Linked DNA regions of Mus musculus: region 1 is linked to region 2. The links are chromatin contacts, called in public HiChIP or PLAC-seq maps. All regions are on one chromosome and are shown on one strand. Each heading gives the region's core, a stretch centred on a gene start, on an enhancer-like site or on the middle of the called end of the contact. The rest is flanking DNA. Distances are from core to core; before and after follow the strand shown.

Evidence for each region. HiChIP or PLAC-seq counts read pairs in DNA pulled down with a chosen protein or histone mark.
Region 1: an H3K4me3 HiChIP or PLAC-seq map of the SCID.adh cell line shows a contact between it and region 2, with 12 read pairs. The contact joins two enhancer-like sites. A contact is called at or near these places in 3 of 39 promoter capture datasets (the C10 cell line, cranial neural crest and liver), 1 of 15 datasets of contacts at CTCF or cohesin (the NIH/3T3 cell line), 7 of 484 Hi-C or Micro-C datasets (CD4 T cells, bone marrow-derived macrophages, cerebral cortex and 4 more) and 8 of 115 datasets of contacts at active chromatin or transcription factors (the SCID.adh cell line, T-cell acute lymphoblastic leukemia, cardiomyocytes and 5 more).

What each region holds. Positions count from the first base shown.
Region 1 is chr15:36,473,145-36,475,990 of GRCm38.p6, reverse strand. No RefSeq gene overlaps it. Among named protein-coding and RNA genes, the nearest start is that of Gm34316, 18 kb to the right of the region's middle. Within about 2 kb of position 1,355, at least 17 of the 459 cell types and tissues checked have an H3K27ac peak or open chromatin away from gene starts, as enhancers often do. A contact at or near this core is called in the SCID.adh cell line, where this site is marked.
Region 2 is chr15:36,302,314-36,305,013 of GRCm38.p6, reverse strand. No RefSeq gene overlaps it. Among named protein-coding and RNA genes, the nearest start is that of Gm41294, 15 kb to the left of the region's middle. Within about 2 kb of position 1,338, at least 61 of the 459 cell types and tissues checked have an H3K27ac peak or open chromatin away from gene starts, as enhancers often do. A contact at or near this core is called in the SCID.adh cell line, where this site is marked.

The sequences.
Region 1 (2,846 bases), core at 106-2,605, 170 kb before region 2:
GCGTGTGTGTGTGTGTGTGTGTGTGTGTGTGTGTGTGTGTGTGTGTGATGCAGTCTGAGGTCTTTAGGTCTTCTATACTTAGGCTCTGCCCTCTGGTTACTGAATCCTCAGGCTTGTTCTGAGGCATGGGTGGAATTTTCAGGTTTCATCCATGTATAACATGCAGAAGAAGCTGTCTTTCCTATGACTTCTTTCTGTGTGACACCCCCATAGAAGCTTCCCAGAGCACCAAGTTCTCACCAGCAGCCTGTCTGCATGAATTCAGCATTGGTGCCATGGGAGAATTAGAACCTATGGGATCTGGACCATAGATGTGGATGGGTGGCCTTTAGTGGGCAAGGGTCATAGTTGTGCTGTGTCCCAAAGTGCATGTTACAGGCTTGTACAACCCCCGTGTGGGTCCTAGTGTGCTGGACAATCCTGTGTTAAGAAAACAGATTCTGCTACTGTGGGAGGCTAACCCTAACTCCATTTTACATTGAAAACATTTTATGTGTATAGCTGTTTTGCACATGTGTGTCAGTATACCATCTGTGTGCCTGGTGCCTGTGAAGGCCCGGAGAGCACACTGGGTTCCCTGGTACCAGAGAACAGATGGTCGTAAGCTGTCATGTCAGTGAACTGATCCGGAGCCCAGCCCCAGTGGAGCATCTTATGAACCGTAAGCAGCGGACATTGCTGAATAAGAAAGCTGGCGGGGCGCAAATCAGAGTGCTCTAGTTAAGAGGCGTCCTCCGTGGCCTCCGTCCTAGCTCCTGCCTCAGCTTCCCTCATTTATGGATTGTAACCTGCTAGAAGTAAACCGTCCCTACCCAGGTTGTCTTTGGTCCTGGTGTTTATCACAGCGGTAGAATGCTAACTAGGACTGCCTTCCTCTGTTGCCCAAGGCACAGGGATGGCCGCTGGCCTGGTGAGTTGGCCACATCCTTTGAAGTCAAGAACTGCAGTCTGGATTCCTCCTGACCACACTCATCCCGAGCTCAGCTGGAACAGTAGCAGAGCTGTTTGGGGGAATCCAACACTGGCCAATCAAATGCTGGGGAGATGGCACGGCGGTAAAATATTTGCCGAACAAGCTTGAGGACTAGAGTGTGGGTCCCTAGCAGGAGTCCTGCTTTCACCCCACATCCTCTGGAAATTGTGAGTGAGTGTAGAGTTCCTCTCTCGTGTGGGGTGGGGGAGGATAGGCTGCAGCTGAGCTGTGGGTCTTCACGGACTTTGTGCTGTTCGTTTCTGCTATGAGCATAATTCTCTTCATGTCATTTTCTGTCATCACAGGGTGGAAGACAGGAATCCCTTTTAGTATGAGTCAGCAAGAATAGAAGGTCTTTTTTCTGACTCCCCGGGGCCCGCCATGCTGACACTTTGCATTCGCCTCCTGTTCAGAGTGCAGCTGTGGGCTCCAGGCATCCTTGCCAGTGTGGAAGTGTCTGCTTCCTAACGAAGGACTTGAGTTAGCGAGTAAGGAAGTAGCATTGTAAACCATGGAAATCATGTCCATTGTCCTCGAATTCCGTGAGTCACTGGAGTGAAGCTGGACACACGGGCATTAACAACGTTGCCATAATCATGGAAGTTCAGAAATCCTGCACAGGGTGGGTGTGGGGTACAGGGAGGGCCTGAGCCACTGATCCCACCAAAGGAAAACAGCAGGAACAAAGAAATCTGATTCCTCCACTGCTCTCAGCACCTGCACTGTCCTCTTGTCTACCGATCTCGACCTCTGTGTGTGTGCTCATCTGGGTATTTTAAAATACAGATCTCTCATATCAGATACACTAAACTGTCTTGCTGTTGTGGTCTACGTTGATAGTCTTCACAACATTATGTCAAGCTGATAGCAAAAGAAGCCACAGATGCAGGAGTCTAGCGGCTCCCATTCATTTGTCCACAGGAGAGTCACTGCAAACCTAACATCCCGTCAATAAACAGTTTCTCTCAGCAATATTTCCACTCCTCAAAAGCACATCCATGCCACCTTCTCAGAGAGCATCCCAAGATGTGATGTGTCGGGTACTCAGCAGATGGCCCGTGTCAATCACAGGCAACACCTTCCACTGCACTGTCGTTCTTGTCAGAGCACTGTCTCTGCAGGTTCACTGCAGGCTGCAAACTTGATTTAATTTAGGAGATCAGTGATTACAGGAACCAGGCAAACATCTAAGCCCTGGAGGTCATGCAGTGACTTAGTTGATGGTGTTTAGCAGTGGTGGCATATCTCTTAAGTTAGAGGCCAGCCTCAGCTACAAAGTGAGTTTCACATAAATAATTAATGAGTAAACAAATAGGTAAATAAGTAAATGCTGTTCAGAAGCATCCCAGTGTAGTGACGCACCTGCCTGTAGACCTAGCACGCAGACTCTGAGACAAGAGACTCACACAGTCAAGGCTAACCCAATCTACGTGCTGAGACTCTGAGGTGACAAGACAGGAGCAATAGGCAGTGTTCGCCCTCCGCACATACATTATGCCACAGGTCCCCTCCAGGTATAAAACATTTCAGCAAATTTACATTTGTTTCTATTTACAGTATCTTTATGTGTGTTTAAAGCATTATAGCACATGGGCTGGTGAGATGGCACTCACCGTGGATGCCAGGACACCACAGTCTGATACCAGGAACCCACAGCTAATGGACATCGGGAAGATTAAAGGTGGATTAAACAACACCAGGTGTGGTGGCACACGCCTTTGATCCCAGCACTTAGGAGTCAGAGACAGGGCCAGCCTCGTCTACACAGTGAGTTCCAGGATAGCCAGGACTATATAGAGAGACCCTGTCTCAAAGGCAAAAATTAAATAAAAATAAATAAAAATGGTGGATGGAGAGAACCAACTCCACAGAT
Region 2 (2,700 bases), core at 89-2,588:
GCTGTCAGACTGAATTTTCAAAATATTATAGGCTAACTGTCACGTGACACTAGACATCTGTTATCATTCATTTAACTTTTATAACAACTGCATTGAGATAATTTACATGCTCTGGAAATTCAGCCTTCCCACTTTACCTATTTACCTTTACTTAAAAACAACAAAACAAAACGAAAAAAATCGAGCTCCCATCAACTTCCAGACTTAGTGTCCAAGACCCTGGGCAGCTTTTACAAAGAGTGGACAGCAGAAACCAGCATACCATAGCAGTCAAAAGTGACAGTCGATAGCCTAGCACAAAGGGGAAAATCAAAACTATAAATAGGGGCATAGTAATTCTGAAGGGGTGTACTACCACGTCTGCGCTTCTAAGAGTGTTTTCCTGAGGCTTTTTTGGTTCTGAGGGACAGCTCAAGTTACATCTAATATTAGGGAAGGAGCCATAAACACGGATTGAAACGGGGCTCTAGGCTCCACGGGTCCTTCTGGAATCCAGCAAATTCAGCACGCAGCAGGAAGAGCCTCCTGACTCGATGTCATCAGGAACCCCAGGTTACCTCGGGATTTCAGCGGCAGGATTCACCTTAGGAGCTGTTTGGTTTTGTTCCTCAGCTTCCCCTGCCCTCTCCTTTCTGGCTTGTCAGTGTCTTTCAAAAGGTTCTCTGTCTGCCCCCAGCCGGCTGCCTCATTCACTTTCCATCAAGCAGATAAGCAGCTCACAGGACCACTTCAACCTGCTCTGTAACTAGCCTGTATAGTGTTCTGCTGCAGCTTTGCAAAGCTCTGGGCTGTTGCCACGCCCCATTGTCGGTCCCCACACTCTCCTCTCTTTAGATTGCTAGTCCCACTACTGAAGGAATCTGGGTGTGTGACCTCTATCTCTACCCCACAGCTTTTAAGCCTCAGAATATTTAGTTTCGCATCATTATGATTGTTCTACCCCCACTGGCTGTCTCTGTGCATCAAAACAAAACCTCGGTGGTGATTTGAATAGGAATGGCCTCCATAGTCTCCTGTTTGAATTCTTGGTTCATAGGGAGTGGCACTATTAGGAGGTGTGGCCTTGTTGGAGGAAGTGTGTCACTGTGGGGGCGGGCTTTGGGGTCTTATATGTGTTCAGGCTAGGTCCAGTGTGGTACACAGTCTCCTTCTGCTGTCCAAGGATCGAGATGTAGAACTCTCAGCTCCTTCTCCAGCTGCATGTCTGCCTGCATGCTGCCACACTTCCCGCCATGATGATAGTGTACTAAACCTCTGAAACTGTAAGCCCGGACACGGTGACTCTTCACAACAACACCACACAACTCTCAGCAACCACATCAGACAGCTCACGGCTTCCTGGAACTCCAGCTCCTCCGATCTCCTCAGGCACCTGCATTCACATTCACACACCTACACACCGACACATACATGTAACCAAAAACCATGAAATAAGTCTGTTTTAAATAACAAAGGGGAATATAGGATTGTCTAGCTGTCATTTTTCAGCTAGCAAATATCTTAGTGATTTGATTCACTTGGCAGTAAAATGAGGATGATAATACATGCACCCATCCAGGTTGTCAAATTGAGAAAACACATGAAGGCTATCAAGGTGATTCAGCTGCTAAAGGAGATCGCTGCCAGGTCTGGGCACCTGAGTTCAGTCCCAAAGGTTGTCCTTTGACCTACACACACACACACACACACACACACACACACACACACACACACACGTAAATAAATAAATGCAACTCAATAAAGAGAATATCCCAATGAAACTTTAGGAACAGGTACCTGGTTCTTAGTGAAGGGCTCACTGGATACATTTGTAATGTTGGTTCAGGTTTACTGCCCTTGGCATATTTGTTGTTCTGGCATAAAAATGGAGCTATGTGTTATATACTACCAGACTCTGTATAATCCTGATAATGGTGGAGATTTCCCTGTTTCTATGTGTCCTCTCTGAACACAAGTTGAGTATTTCATTTCCAAAGCAAGAAAATTGCTTCAATTAAGCTATTTTACTGTAGGATCACAGTTTGTTGGGCATGGGGGGGGGGGGGGTTGGGTCTCCCAAGCTTGTGAGAATTGTTCACTTATATTGGTGCCTCACATAAAGGCAATCCTCAATGCAGACAGTTGTCAGTGTGACAGTAAACACCTTTGAAAAACAACACAGGCTGTAGCTGCTGCCAAGACGGATCTAAGACAGCCTCTGGAGATTCTGGCTAGCTCTGGGGTGACTTCCTGCCTAGAAATAAGACAGGAAAGTGCTGGCTCATAGAACTGGGGTCTGAAAGCAGTGGGACTCAGGGAAACAATCAGAATCATACAGGACGTTTTAGAACAAGCTGAAGGCAGGGCTCACCTTAGACCAGTGGTTCTCAACCTGTGAGTCCTGACCCCTTTGGACAAGGTTTGCCTAGAACCATCAGAAAACATAGATTTTACATTATGATTTATAATAGTAGCAAAATTACAGCTACGAGATAAAAAGGAAAATAACATTATACTTGGGGTCACCACAACAAGTGGAACTGTATTAAAGAGTCACAGTGTCAGGAAGGTTGGGAGAACCACTGGCTTAGACTGAGTAAATGCTGAGACTCAGATATGGGGCCAGGGAATGAAGATGGCAAGCAGGGCGTTTAAAAGCTCCCCAAACCTTACAGTGGACAGCCTAGACTGAGAACCCTACTTTTCTAGGGTTTTCTGTAA